4 separate regions of the Mus musculus genome follow, and all the other regions are linked to region 1. Evidence: chromatin contacts called from public HiChIP or PLAC-seq and promoter capture Hi-C data. All regions are on one chromosome and are shown on one strand. The core of a region is the stretch at or near the end of the contact, and the rest is flanking DNA. Distances in the headings are between cores, read along the strand shown.

The links. HiChIP or PLAC-seq counts read pairs in DNA pulled down with a chosen protein or histone mark. Capture Hi-C pulls out chosen DNA fragments and counts their contacts.
Region 2: a contact with region 1 is called in a promoter capture Hi-C map of adipose tissue. The contact joins the promoter of Pogk here to the promoter of Pou2f1 in region 1. A contact is called at or near these places in 8 of 39 promoter capture datasets (cranial neural crest, hippocampal neurons, liver and 4 more), 3 of 484 Hi-C or Micro-C datasets (embryonic stem cells and muscle stem cells), 2 of 115 datasets of contacts at active chromatin or transcription factors (bone marrow-derived macrophages and memory CD8 T cells) and 1 of 9 other capture datasets (adipose tissue).
Region 3: an H3K4me3 HiChIP or PLAC-seq map of pro-B cells shows a contact between it and region 1, with 2.6 times the contacts expected there. The contact joins the enhancer-like site here to the promoter of Pou2f1 in region 1. A contact is called at or near these places in 2 of 39 promoter capture datasets (liver and pre-B cells), 1 of 115 datasets of contacts at active chromatin or transcription factors (pro-B cells) and 1 of 9 other capture datasets (adipose tissue).
Region 4: an H3K27ac HiChIP or PLAC-seq map of microglia shows a contact between it and region 1, with 8 times the contacts expected there. The contact joins the enhancer-like site here to the promoter of Pou2f1 in region 1. A contact is called at or near these places in 2 of 39 promoter capture datasets (hippocampal neurons and second pharyngeal arch cranial neural crest), 2 of 115 datasets of contacts at active chromatin or transcription factors (embryonic stem cells and microglia) and 1 of 9 other capture datasets (pancreatic islet).

What each region holds. Positions count from the first base shown.
Region 1 is chr1:166,000,230-166,004,007 of GRCm38.p6, reverse strand. Pou2f1 (POU domain, class 2, transcription factor 1) reads left to right here and starts at 1,374. Exons shown (of 16, transcript NM_198932.3): 1 at 1,374-1,446. The coding sequence starts at 1,386.
Region 2 is chr1:166,407,842-166,411,436 of GRCm38.p6, reverse strand. Pogk (pogo transposable element with KRAB domain) reads left to right here and starts at 1,609. Exons shown (of 6, transcript NM_175170.4): 1 at 1,609-1,730; 2 at 2,106-2,439; 3 at 2,905-3,038. The coding sequence starts at 2,421.
Region 3 is chr1:165,587,965-165,591,351 of GRCm38.p6, reverse strand. No RefSeq gene overlaps it. Among named protein-coding and RNA genes, the nearest start is that of Gm51750, 30 kb to the right of the region's middle. Within about 2 kb of position 1,926, at least 69 of the 459 cell types and tissues checked have an H3K27ac peak or open chromatin away from gene starts, as enhancers often do. A contact at or near this core is called in adipose tissue, liver, pre-B cells and 1 more, where this site is marked.
Region 4 is chr1:166,343,990-166,347,872 of GRCm38.p6, reverse strand. No RefSeq gene overlaps it. Among named protein-coding and RNA genes, the nearest start is that of Tada1, 33 kb to the left of the region's middle. Within about 2 kb of position 2,077, at least 43 of the 459 cell types and tissues checked have an H3K27ac peak or open chromatin away from gene starts, as enhancers often do. A contact at or near this core is called in hippocampal neurons and microglia, where this site is marked.

The DNA of each region.
Region 1 (3,778 bases), core at 125-2,624:
TCAAGGACAGCCTAGGACCTATTTATTCTTACCACACAATATTTTTGTTTTTATCCTTAGAAATTTTTTTAGGAAAATCTTGGGACTTGTCAAGAATTAGTAAAATAGATTTGGGTCTTCATCCAGGCCTTTTTTTTTTTTTTTTTTTTTTTTTTTTTTTGCAATAAAGGAGCAATCTGGGCAATATTTTGGCTAATTACTTAGGAAGATGGTCACAAGAGGAATATCACCACCCCCACCCCCCGCCCCCCGCGATCGTATTTACTGAACGACAGAGCAAAGAGAATTCGTAACCGTTGGCGCTATTGCCAACTTGCATGGTTTTAATCAGGTCAGTTTACAATTAGCCTTTAAAAGGTGCTCCAGAAGAAAAAAAAAAAAAAAGAAAAAAGAATCCCTACGCAGATGGGGTCTGTTTGTTTCGCACGGGTGGGCGCGTGCAAGGGCGTCCGGGCGACTCGGACGGCCGCTCCCACAGAGGCTGGGCCGGGCACGCGCGACAAGTGGAGGCGACTCTTTGCCTGGCTAATTAGAGCCGCCAGGACACGCCCCCAGGAGTCCGCCCGCCGGCCCCGCCCCGAATCTGCGGCGTGGGCTGAGGCGCGGGGCGGGGATTAGCTCGGATTCAAATTTAAAGCGGGACGTCCGCGCGTGGCCCAGCAGGTGCCTCGTGCCCGTTGCCCGCCGAGGGCGTTTCCGCCCCCACCTGCACACAGGGCCGGAAATTACCTCGGCGGGGAGCGGTCCCCTCCATTGTCGCAGTCAACTGCGAGGGAGTCCTGAAAAAGTGCGCGGCCGTGGAGCGCTCGCTAGTCCCTCACGCGTGTCCTCGCGGCGAGACGCCGGGCATGTTGCCCTTTTACAGTACCGCCGTGGAAACCCCGAACTTATCCGGGAGGGGACTAACACGGAAGACGGGAAGCCCATCCCGAGACGTAAACAAGCACTTGACATACTACACTTTGGGGTGAAGCCGCGCTCCCGGGGGGAGGGAGGGGGCGAAGAGACGCGCATGCGCTTCCTACCTCTCCGGCGCGTGGAGAAAACTGCGCGTGCGCACAGCGGCGCGGACGGGAGGGGGAAAGAAAAAAAAACAAAACAAGGAAGAGATGATTGGCAGGTTAGGGGGCACTTTAGAAGCCTGAGGGGGCGGGGTCCCTGCAGCCTGGACGCGCGTGCGCACCGCGCGCGCAGGGGGGTGGAGCTCTTCCAAGGGGGCCGGCGGAGAGCAGCGCCGGCCTCGGGCGCCCCCTGGCGCGCGCCTCGGGAGAGGAAGGAACGGGAGGGTGCGGAGAGGAGGGAGGCGGCGAGCAGGGCGGGAGGGGGAGGGGAGCGGGAGCGAGGGAGGGTTTATCGACCGGGCGATTTTGGTTAAAATATTCAAAATGGCGGACGGAGGAGCAGCGAGTCAAGATGAGAGTTCAGCCGCGGCGGCAGCAGCAGCAGGTAATCATTACAGCATTTTACATATTCATATTCATACTCGAGCCGGGCTCCCGCTGCCCCCCCCGCGACTTAGCATAATTTATTAGTACTCAGGATTATTATAATTAACGGCGAGGAGATGGGGGGCCGGGGAACACAGCCCCCTCTGGGCGCCGAGCGGAGGGGGAAAAGGAGCTCGGAGCGGCCGGGCGGAGGGGGAAGAAGACCCGGGGCAAAGGGGGCTGTGAGCCACCGCGCTCCTCCTGCCCCCGGCCCACCCCGCGGCTGCCGCGCCGGCCCGCCCGCCGGCACCGGCCCTCCTCCTCCGCCGGCCGCCGCCGCCTCCTCGCACGGTGCCCGAATCTAAGCGGGTCCACGGCAGGCGGCGGGGCCGGGGCACCGGGAGAGGACAATAAAGACATTTTACATATTCATAGCTGCTGGGCTGGCGGGGCGCGGCGGGGTGCGGGCGGGAGACCTGGACGGGCGGTGGGGGGGCGTGGAGGGGCCAGAGGTGGCGGCGAGCACAATGCCGGTGGGCGGCGGGGCCCGAGCGGACCCCGGTGGCCGGACACCCGCGCGGCGCCCCCCCAGGATTGGGAGCCGGCGCGGGCTCGGGCTGGGGAACGCTGCTCGCTGCGGGACGCACCGGGGAGTGGTGCCCTGCCCCCGGCCGTGCGGGGGGTCCGCGTGGGGCCGAGCCCGGGGGTCACGGCCCGGGGCCCCTCAGCCGCGCCCTGCTCGTGCCCGGGGCAGCGGCCTGACCCCAGCCAGTCCGTGTCTCTGGTTAGGGGCAGCGTGGCGTGGGCCCTGTGAGCTGGCCTTCGGGTTGTGAGCTCGCTCTGGGGTCCCCCGGACCCTTTGGAGGCTGGGCTAGGTGGGAGGAACCCTCGGGGAAGTTCCCCTCCGTGGAAATGGCTTCGGTTGTCCGTGTGTCCCGGGCCCTCACCCAGAGGTCCGCGCTGCTGTGGGTCGCGCGGGACAGTTGGGTTGGAGGTGCTCGCGGGGTCTGGTAGCTCCTCCGCGCACATCCCCCCCCCCCCACGCGCTGGTAGCCTTGGGGACCCTCTCGCTCTGAGGCCTCGGAGCTCTCGGAGGTCACCCGAGAACTGGACCGTAAAGGATTGCCCTCCTGCCCTCAAAGGGCTGGCCTGACAAGTTGATCATATTCTAGATTTCTCCTGTACTGCGGGGAGCGGGGGTGGTGGCTAGACACGGAGATCCCCCTCCCTGACTGTGTGTGGTAGTGCTTTCTAGCTGCGTGCTGGGTCTTCTCTACTTGCTTCTCATTTGAATAATGTCTAATTCAGGGAGGTTTATATTCTTGAAATGGCCGCCTGGCTTTCCCCGCCTCTCATGTTTAGTAATTCAGACCTTTAATAACAGCCACTCACAGCCCAACGCCGTGTTTATATTTTACATTCGCCCCATGTGCTTTTGTGGTTCGATATGATTCTTTTTTTTTTTTTTTCCTTCTCCTCCTCCTTGGCAATCCACAGGACTCTGAGATCAAACCCAGTCTGTGCTGGGAAGACAAGGAGAGAACTAGGCCTGGACTGCCCTAGTTGCCTAGGCCCTGTTCTCTGCTGCTTGATTTATTTACTAATAACCAAAATGACTCCCCCATCAACTGCCACTCGAGTCCCCTCCTCCGCAGGCAAAACACATCCTCTTGGGGACCTTCCAGCATAAAAACAGCTCCGAGCTAAGCATCAGCTCTGAGGTTGGCTTGTTTTCTTCTAAAAGGAGTTTATCTTTCAGTTCATAGTATGTGGACCTTATTTCCAATTTACAGAGGCTTCTGTGAGCTACTGGTTTAGTACAAATACAGGACTTTGTTGTGGGAATAGTCACTCTCTTCCTGAGTTAACTCGGTCAGGCTATGTAAAGATTTGTAGTATTTGTAAAACCGGCAGACTTCCCTTTCAGGAGTGATGGAGTAGCGAGGTATTTTAGAAAGTCCGGCTGACAACACTTGGATACTCTCTCAGCAGGGCTGCTTTTCCAGTTTCTGCACCAACTTGAAGGGAGGCCGGCATTCTTGTGCTGTTACTGACATAGACCTGCCTGTTTTAATTGCAGCAGTATGGAAAACAGAAATGGGGTTATGTTTTCCTTGGTCATGGTTAAATGAGTGAAAATAGAAGATAAACAGAGGCATTGTGTCCACTCTGATCTTGGAACTTGCTTAGCCTGCTGGCCTCTTGCTTTAAGGTGTCAGAATTGATTTTTGTTTTTTCTAGGCTTAGGACATTTGGCCTATGAGAGCCAATTAACTTTTACTGTTTAGAGAAAACAGTAATTTTGATTTCTGGTCTCTCCTGTAAGTTTTGTTTTAAAAGGATAAAAGGGT
Region 2 (3,595 bases), core at 360-2,859, 410 kb before region 1:
AAAGATCAAAATGGGTCACTGACTAGCCTCTTATATACATACGTGTGTGTGTGTGTGTGTGTGTGTGTGTGTGTATGACTCTCAAAGACTAAAACTTAGCATTGCTTTTTTTCTTACTTCGGAACACATGTTCACCTTTGAGAGAAGGTGTCAACAATGGCCCAGCACCCTCTGCTCTCTTCCTGACAACCTTCTCACTTTTGCAATGGAAACTGCCATTTCCCTCAGCAAAGTTAAAAATGAGAATATCAATTAATTTAAGCCACCATTCCTGATTCTTAAAAAAATAAATAAATATATACATCAAAAGAGCTATCCATTAAAACAACAAAGGAATCCTAACCTTCTCTTTCAATATATCAATAATCTCTGTGCAGTGATTAAGCCATCATTGCTCTTTGCTCTTGTCAGCCATAACAACATTTCAAGAGTGAGTCTTCTGTGTCGTACTATATGTATTAAAAAGCACAGCTCATCTATGCCTTGGCATTTGTGCTTACACACACATTAGTGAACAGAAGCAATAAGTTTAAAGTAAAATGTTTAACAACAGCTTCTCCTGGGGGCTGTAAAGGCAGCTCGGGTGTTAAGTGCACTGCTCTTGAAGAGGATCAGAGCTTAGTTTCCAGCACCCCGATCAGGCAGCTCACAGCTACCTGTAACTCCAACACAGTGGTATCCCATGACTCTAGCCTTCAGGCATAAGCACATACCCATGCACATATTACTTAAAATAATATTTTGATTTTTAAAAACGATTCTTTTCTTAACCACAGGCTCTTGAACCCTCTCCTGAGCTGCCTCTGCTGCCGTGCTCCCCACCCCCACCTCTGCTTGCCCAGCCTTATTTAAGCAAGAATCCTAAGTCAGTTTAGCACATTTGTTATCTGATCACCCTGGTCTGCTTTCAACCAGAATCCAGTTTAGTGGGTTTAGCAAGAATCCCTCAATCTTTGATAATTCCTCTTAGTAATTATCCACACTCTTGACATCCACACCCCTTCCTCTCCTTGGCTATAAATCACCAACCCCCAAGTTGAACTCAATCTTTTAGTATTTTCAATAAGTATGAAGTGTGTGTGTGTGTGTGTGTGTGTGTGTGTGTGTGTGTGTGTGTGTGTGTGGTGTTTGTTTAAACAAGGTCCAAACAGATCTCCGACTGTAGAATCTTTTTCTGAAATAAGAAGATTTTCGAGGTCTCCTGGAACATGGTTGCTATATTCTCCACAGAGCTGTGGGCAAACAACTCGAAAAAACTTCTTCACACCTACTACGCCCAGGAAACTACATGCTTGGGAGTTAAAGGGCAATACTACAAAAATCTTCAAGTTCGCTTCTTGGTATGCTTGGATCAGCGTTCTGGACAGAACAAGAACGATGAGCCCGGTCACCCCTCCGCGCACAGAGCATTTCTGGATGCCTGAGCGGAAAGGCTGCGGTGTTCCTCCGAGCAAATGCCCACCTCGGCGGCCGCAAGTGAGCCAGCCACCGGGCTAACGCGGCTCGAAGCACCGAGGTCGCCGGAAGCGCCGCCGAGACCTGCTGACGTCACCGCCCCTAGCCCGCCCCTAACACCCTGGGCTCCGCCCACCCCTCCCCTCCCACCACGTGTCCTCGCTCCCTCCCGAGGGGCCGCGCTGGGGCGGCGGGAGCGGTGGAGACGATGGCGCGGTGAATGCCGGGCCACAGCCTTCGTCGCCCTTTGCGGCGACGCCGCCCGCTCGGCCGGGGTGAGTGCGCGCGGGCTGCGGGATCCGGGCGGCTCGTCCTCGAGGCCGGCGGAGGAGGCTGGGCCACGGTGGGGCGGGGGCCGCCGGTGGCAGTGTCGCCTCCGCCGCCGCCTTTGTTGCGGGCCGGCCGGGGAGGTAGGCGGCGTGGGCTGTCGCCGCCCCGCAGGTGGACCGAGGACCTTAGTGGTGGGCGGGGGTGGCGGGAGAGGGTTGGACAAGATGGCTGGAGCGGGCAAGGGCGGCGGCGAGCACCTTCGTGCCGGCCCCTCCCACCACCCGCCCCGCAGCTGGGCACAGGCCGCGGCCAAGTTCAGGTCCCGGGACTCCTGTGACCTCACGAGTGTTCCTACCTCCCCATGCCTCCACCCACCCCAGAAACATTGAAGAAGCTGACTCTGAACTCCGGGAAGATCCTTGCTTGGGAAGTCCCGGGAAATGGAGCTCACAGATGCACACTCTCTGCATACCCAGCAGCTGCCCGCAGTCTCTTCTGGGGAACCTCTTTGTACCAGCCTGAGGAGGCTTCGAATAGAGAGGATTTGCGACCCAGAGGCGAGGAGAAGTCCAGCCAGGTTTGGGTTGGCCTCTGCCACCCAGGCACGCCCCTCTCTGCATCATGGACTTGGCTTTGGGAGGTCCTTTGAGGCAGAAAAACTGTTAAGTTTCTGAAGTAGCTTGTGGACAGCGCCTATGAATCTGGAAAACCCAGGTGATAACTATTTTGGGCTAACTATTTAAATTTCCTATCTAGGCTGAGATACTTTGATGTGGTAGCAAATCAGCACCGCCCTCCTCTGGTCCTGATTCCGTGCTCAAACAGTCCTGGCAGTGGGAACTTCTGCCCATCACTGAGCTGTTTGAAACCTCTTCCCGGGATATTTACCCACTGTTCTAAGTTCTGCCCTTCTGCACAGAGGCTCTGTGAAAACTACTCTGGTCTCCGTGCCACAGGGGGCTCTTTAAATATTTGAAGTTAGCCAGATAAATTATCTGCCCTCAGCCTCTGTAATAATTAAATAAGCCAGCCACCTTTCTGAACCCCTTCCTTCCAGCTGGAAGCAGACAGTGCTTTGACCTAAACAGGTTTGTGTGTGTGTGTGTGTGTGTGCCTGAGCCGCCCTCTCACAGACTAGTTCCCACTGACACCTGATTGTCTGCTAACTCTTGAATGCAGAAATGGAGTCCCGGGCCTACCCTCTGAATTTGACCCTGAAAGAAGAGCAAAAGGAGGAAGAGGTTGAGATCCAAGAGTTGGAGGATGGCCCCATAGATATGCAGAAAGTACAAATCTGCTCAGAAGGCGCATGGGTAAGTAAAGTGTGAGCAGTCCAGCCTGAGAGCCAGGCTTGCTTTGGGGGTCTTCCTCCCGGAGCAGACATGGAAGTAAGAATAGCCCAGTCTCCTGTGTTTACATTCCTGAGAAAACAGCCTGGTGGCTTCAGAAGACAAATAATGGAGGAGGTGGTTAGAGGACAGGACTTCCGGCAGCAAGGCTGATTACAGGTCTCAGAAACTTGTCACTCTTTCAGTACCTGTTTCCCCTGTGCCTGACAATAGCACCATACGTATTACAGGCACCAAATTCATGGAAGACTTGGGTCATAGAGCTGGCATGAGAGGTGTATGTCTCCTAGGTGTGAGTGGAAGTGCCAGGCTCCACAGATTACACAGGTACAGGTGCAACCGTATTTAACACACACATTTATTTACAGTGTTACTAGAGACATGGAAATTGAATATGAACAATAAATTGGCATTGCTTAGTTTTTCGTTGTCTATAAACATTTATCAGTAGCATCAGTACAAAATATCCTTGGTGTCCCATGAGCGGGAAGCCCTTCATCATAGAACACAGAGCTGTAGGC
Region 3 (3,387 bases), core at 677-3,176, 410 kb after region 1:
GGATCTGCGAGTGGGGCATGGGGGGATGGGAGGGTAGGTGATAGAAACATGGCTGTTGGGGGGGGGTCTTAGTTTCGATTTGAAAGACTGCGTGATAAAGGTAGACAAAGCCAAAGACTACATGACTTGGTCTGTCAAGGGCTGCACCACAAATGATACCAGCGGCCATACAAGAGTTGATGCTTTCTAGTGATGTGTGTGTGTGTTGCTGGTCACCAAGGATACAAAGGGTGCCCCTGCCTTTCATCACTTAAGACTCCGGATGGGAGGGATGGAGCCCTTAGGGGTTTTATCATCTGCTTCTCTCAAGAGAAAACTGGGTGTTGCTGGCCTTCCTCCTGCTTCAAGGGCTCTGGCTTCTCAGGAAACGTGCCAACCCCGTCTGTAGCCTCTCGCGGAGGCCTGGGCCCAGTGAGCTGAGCTGGGCTAAGAGGAAACCTCTGGGGTTCGTTCTGAAGGCAGTGGGGTGACCTCGGTGCCAGCTGGATGCTGCCCTGCTCGAGGAAGGTGAGCCCTTGTGGAGGAGGAGCCTGGTACTGGGGCACTGGTAGAAAAGCCACTTGACTTAACTGAGCATTTACATGGGAGTGGCCTCCTGCACCTGTGTCCTGTAGACTCAAGACTCTGCTGTCCTGAAAAGAACAAATCTGAACATTGATAAAACATCCATAGACCCCGGGTGTGGTAGAGCACACTTGTCCTCCCAACACTGGAGAGGCTGAGGCAAGGGGAATCAGAACTGGACTATGTGAAACACTGTCTCAAAAAAATAAAAAGCAAACCCCAAATAAGCTCAGAACTCTTAAGGATGGCAGGCACACACATGGTACACATGCACACATGTGTGCATATATGCATATACACATGCATGCATGCATGCAGGCAAAAGAAGCCACTAAATCTAAACATTAAAATACAGACATTGGGGGAAGGAGAGTCTGTGAGAGCATATGCACCTAAAAGATTAAAGTCTGGATACTCACGTATATAACAACACTAACCCTATATCACCCTAACCCTAACCCTTGTCATGTTGAATTAAAACGTTTCTGTATGTAGGCGCACATGCACCGTGCAAGTGTGGATGGTGAAGGATTACCTGGTCAAGTTGGTTTTATCCTCTGACCGTGGAAGTCCTGCAGAAGAAACATGTCAGGTTCATAAAGCCCTCTTCCTCCGGAGCCATCTCACCGGCCTAACATAAACACGTTGAAAAATGTATTCTGAGAGCCAAAGTCTTGTTTTGTTTTGTTTTGTTTTGTTTTGTTTTTATCTATTTCTCAGTGTGTAGTCAAATTTCCTGTTGTGAAAATGGCATTTTTACAAGTGGTTTCTTCAAATCAGGAAACAAACACGGTCCTAGTAAAGATTTTTGGGGAAGGGGATATGGGAAAACCAAGGGGAAAAACAATAGTATCACAAGGCTTTTGCGTTTGCCTCTGTTGTCCTTGAGCATTGTGCCAGGGAAGTGTCCAGGCCAGCAGGCCACCAGTCACCCACACCTACAGACGGGGCTGTGCTGCTATAGATGCACCATGGTATTTTAAGCCATTTCTAAACATGCAGACATTTTAGGCTGTTTATCTTACTAGTAATTCTGTAATTATTTGTCCTTATGAACTACTAAAGAAACAAAAGCCCTACCGAATATAAACAGTTTTCAGTCAGAGGAATCACAGCCCATGCGTGCTCACACCAGCCCTCCTGGCCCTTGGACATCTGAGAGTGTCCGCAGGGGGCGTTGGGGGTGGGTGGGTGCTGAGGTCCCACATCCTTCCCTTCAGGAGCTGACCGGAAAGCTTGGCTGTGTGGGTTGGAAGAAAAACATTTGGGAGTAGAAACGAGAGGGAGGGAGCTAGCTTGTGGATCCACAGGAGACTGCACTGTGTTTACCAGCAGGGAAACACAAACCACTCAGGCTCAAAGGGGTCCCCAAGGACCTGCACTTCCAGCTTCCATTTCCTCCTGCAGACAGGATGTGAAACCTCATTGTCCTTTCTTGGCTCTGGCATCCGTTTCTTTGCTGTGGGCTTTCTGGTGTGGCCTTTGGTGTGCCAGCATTTTAGGGCAGGTTGGGCTTTTTGTTTTGTTTTGTGTATTTTTTTTTAAAAGTCTCACTAACATCTGAGACAAGAAGTTGAACATAGTTATTAATAGTCTCACGGAGCCGCGTAGCTGCCACACTGTGGGGGACTAACTGATGTCCAACATCGGCATTTGAACTGCAGCTCTGCTTGGGTGTGGGGCATAAAGCTAAAGAGAAGCCAGCTTTTGGCTAGAGGTTTTTCTCTGAGGCGACTAAACTTTGAATATGAACTGTATTCTAGCTTCTTTCTCTGTCTTAGATTTAAAAAAATTAAATCTTTACATTTTATTGTGTGTTCGTGCACATGCATGTGTGTGCATCAGCGCACAGACGGAGGTCAGAGGACAACCTTCGCCAGTCTCCCAATCCACCAGGTGGCCTCCAGGGATTGAGTTTTAGTTCCACTTAGGCATGGTGACAAGAACCTTTATCACCAGCCTTTGAAGTGGTTTTTTTTTTAATTAATTTTTTTCTTCATTTCTCTTTTAAACTCTTATTGATTCCCCTCCCCACCCACCCACCCTCACCCCCTCCCAGACAGGGTTTCTCTGTGTAGTCCTGGCTGTCTTAGAATTCATTCTGTAGACTAGGCTGGCTTTGAACTTAAAGGTCAGCCTGCTTCTCCCTCCTCAGACCTTTTGAATACATATACATTGCAGAACTCCATCTCTCAGTCCTCGCCAGGGAAGTTTCTACTTTGTATGGAGGTTCACGTGAAGGCGCAGCTAGGCACAGTGCTGGGATTAGAGGTGTGCACCATCACTGCCCAGCATTAACGTTTATTAATTTTTAAATTATGTGCATGTTGGGGCTTGGTATGTGTGCATATGAGTTCAGGTGCAAGAGGCCACCTCAGATCTCCCTGGGCGCTGGGTTACACGGGTTGGGTGTGAGGTCATGACATAGGTGCTGAGGACTTAACTCCAGTCACATGCAAGGGCAGTATGTGTTCTTAACTGCTGAGCCATCTCTCCAGCCCCACAACATTTCTTTTAACTAGATGAAATAAAATTTGCATTCATTCTGTAGACACACTTCTGGAATGTTCAGCAGATCCGTAAGGGTATGGACCATTTTAGGAGCCTCTGACGTCAGCTTTATTGGCACAACAGGGTCCCGGAGGATTGTTTATGATGTGTCTGGATGTCCCTGGTCTCTTCCTGGTAAACTTTACTTCAAGGACTTTGTACTGGCAGAGGGAGAGTTGTCCTGAAAACTTGCTTGGAGGATCTTGGTCCCAAGAATGCAGAGAATCCATTCAGCACGCAGTTATTAGCAGCTGCTAGGCACCGCACTTCCTC
Region 4 (3,883 bases), core at 828-3,327, 340 kb before region 1:
ACATAGAAACGCTACTCATTTGGGGTGCGTTGCTTTTGTATTGTATTGTACTACTAAAAGTGTTTGTAGATCTAAGCATTTTCTAACCATGTCTTTAGACCAATTTGCCTTATTAATGGAGACATAGAAATTATAAAAATAAAATTCTTGCAAATCAAATTCAAGAACACATTACAATATTATACTAGCCCCCGGGGTGAACCTACTACTTTTTTTTGCTAAATGGAAACAATATCAAATTGACCCTTAAATTTATATTTCTTTTTAAAAAACTTTTATTTATGTATGTGAGTACACTGTCTTCAGACACAGCAGAATAGGGCATTGGATCCCATTTCAGATGATTGTGAGCCACCATGTGGTTGCTGGGATTTGAACTCAGGACCTCTGGAAGAGCTGTCAGTGCTCTTAATCACTAAGCCCCTTAAATTTATATTTCTAAACCAAAAGCATAGTGCAGCTCTCAGACATCATCAGAGAAGTATCTTTGTGAAGTAAACCAACTGAGAAACGCATGACTGGTCAAAGTGCAGAGAGTAACTGTCTGTGGTGTCCTCAGCTGAGGTGGTGTGCTCAGCTACAGATGGGACATCTCTGCCACACCACCTCATCCCAGAATCAAGGACACTGTGGAAGAGGAGAAAAAGGATTGTAAGAGTGAGAGGTGAGGAAGGATGGGAGCAAAAGGATGTCTTCTGGACTCACAAACTCAACAGCAGCTGTGAGTGCCAGCATGCGATCAAGCCAGTCAGCATTCGGGCATGCAGTGAGGAGGGGCTCCTTGGCCTCTACCCAACTGAGGAGCTACTGACTGTTGGCTTTGGGGGAAGGAGAGTCAGTTTTCTTTAAGACAGTGGCCCTGGTAAGTCAACCACATTCCAGTGGCTCGTCCCACACCCATGAGTATTTAGGCAACACAGGTTGGACTTAGTGCATTATGAGAGAGGGAGAGAGAGAGAGAGGGAGAGAGAGAGAGAGAGAGAGAGAGAATTTGAAAGGGCAGGGTGAATCTGAGAGAGGTTAGGAGAGGAGTGGGGTAAATATCATTAAACTACATTGTATGCATATATTATGTTCTCAAATGTTAAATAAAATTAGATACACATACACATATGTGTATATATTTATATACATATATGTATATTTTTTTCTCTAATATTATACACCATGATCAAGCATACATGGATTGGCTTATCACAAGCAAACAATAAATTTAAGACAGCACATAAACAGTCTTAGGGATAGAAATTATATATTTAGTTCAATTGATACAGAAAAGAACTTCAATAAATTTTAACATGCCTTTATGATAAAAGCCTTGAAGAAACTAAGAACAGAAGAAGCCTACTTCACCAGAAGAACGGTTATGTAAAACAAACCTACAGCCAGTGGGGTACTGAGTTGGGGAAGGGAGAACGTTTCCTTTCAAGCCTAGGAGGAGGTAAGGACGCTCACAGCCTGATTCACTCTTCCTCAATACAGTGTCTTCACTGACCAAAGAGTAAGAGAAATGAACAACTGAGATATAAATAAGAAAGAAGCCAATTTATTCCTACTTTTTAAAGTGTCAAGTTGGTAGAATCTGTGGAATGAGGGCCCCCTCCCCCCAGATATAGAAAATCAGCTGTGTGGGTTTGGTAGTGATTGATCGGCTCTCCCCACAGCCCAGTGGAGCAGGTTATGCTATCATTGTTCCTAGTTCACAGGGACTGCTAAGCAGTCACGGGGGATTAAGACGCTTCCCCACCAGTGCACAGCTAGGAACTGATAGGGCTGTGCTTTGGCCCAAGCTGGCTTGCTCTAGAGTCCACACAGGATCTCCTATGTTCTACTGTGAAGCCTACTAGAGATGGTCAGGCATGCTTCTCACAGACTCCTCTGATGCAAGATGAGATGGTGTGGTGCGCTGTAGTCAGGGCAGCGGATGCTGTCTTCAGCCGCCCTTATATATACCAGATCTTTAAAATTCACGTATCTTAATAGTTAACTCCAAAATGAAGAAGGAAGGTTCTCCCTCAGAGAAGTGATGCGCTTGACTGTTTCCTAATCAGAATGGAAACTTTTAAAGAATACAGGAAGTGTGCCTTTGCAGCAGCTGTGTTGTACTAAGTTAGAAGGTTATGGGTTTAGTGACATCTGTGGATGGAGAGGCATAGTGAAAAGAAAACCAAAAACCTTCATGCGCTGGCCTTCTTCCACCTCAGGTCCATGAGATTTAGGAACAGCTAAATCTCTCAATGTGATGGACCAGTCTTGATTTGTGCTGGGGAATCAGGGCAGAGTCCAAGGTCGGGCTTACAAGAGAGAAGCGGCAATAGTTGTTAGGCTGAAGTGGCAGCTGAACGGTATAGGAATAGTGGCAGCAATGGCAGGGACAGAGGGCACAGGGACAGGAGGGAGCAGGACCCAGAACATGGTGGCAGAAGTTTAAGGATTGTCTTTGACTGACGGGGCCTCTATGAACCCTGCCCTGGAGTTGCTCAAGCCCCTAGTGTCCCCCAAAGTGAGGTTTCCAGTGAAGGAAGAGAAGATGGAAGGGGGCCACAAAAGTGTGACCTCACTTGTATTCATAAAAAATGAAATCTGCCACATAACAAAATAAGCAGTATGCATGTCCCACCTGGGGCCCAGGGGCTGTTTGTGACCTGGGGAAACTGTCAATGTGACCCAAGAAATCTGCAGATGGCAACATGTTTTTGCAATGTCAAGATGCTGGACCCTCCTGCTAATTCAAAACCTGTTCAAATTTTACCATTGAAACCAAGCCCTAAATGCAAGTGTGTCAGTTTCTTCTTGGCTTTAAATGCTGGGCAGAAATCTTGTGGCTGCTGTAAGAAGAAAGGTGGTGGTACATCTTTTTAATCCCATCTTCTGAGAAGCAGAAGCAGGCAGATCTCTGTGTTCAAGGCCAGCCTGGTCTATAGGCTACGGACAAAAACAGGCTCTCCAATGAGCAGCAAGATCAGAACTTCAAGGCACAAGGACACTCACTGCATATGTCATGTATGTTCTATGACACAGTAATTCTTTGAGTCAAAAGCTGCTTGTTGTTCCCTCACTGGGACAGTCATGAGCCACAATGACTTTCTCAAGCTAGGTCTTGTTTATAATCTGCATTGTTTTTTAAGTAGTTTGTCTCTAGTTTCCCCAAAAGAGAACACTAAGGGAAAGGGAGACGATAAGCCACAGTCTGGCAAATAAAAAGCCTGGTTTTGAAACATCTATAACATGCCTGTGCACCTTTTTCAAAACCTCACCAACAATGTCACACTCTTTCGCCAGCCATAATTTCAAGCGCTGTAACTCCATAGTGATGGTGCAGGCTCTCGTTGCCATGGTGATTGTTCTGCGGTCTGAAACACCTCCATCAATGCTGCTCCTCCTAATTGCCATCACCAGTTCTTGAATCTGCGCTTTTATTATGTCATCAGGACCTAGTACTGGACCTGATTAATTACAGGTGGCCAACGTACTGACTAAACACCTCTATTAAAGCAGTCTGCCCTTTCTGCCTCCAGGCTTCATCCTGTGGGCCATAATGCCTCCTTGTCTTTTTTGATTTACTGGACTTTTTAAATTATAGAAGCAAATGCTCACTCGTTTTAGAAAAAAAAATGCCTATAACGTTAAAAGTAAATATTTCTTTCCCCACTAAAATCAGTGCTTAGTGGATTAGTGATTTAAGCATAAAATATTTTAAATCACAAGAACTTATCCTTTGCGGTGAAGAAGTTGTGCTAAGCGAGGAACAAAATCAGAAGTCATAAAAATATAATCAATGTATTTGTTCATCTAGTCTTTCAAAAGCTGCATGGGAGAATGCGACAGAGTCTAAAGAGTAATGACAAACTAGAATGTTGTATCTATAAACTAGAAAGGCATA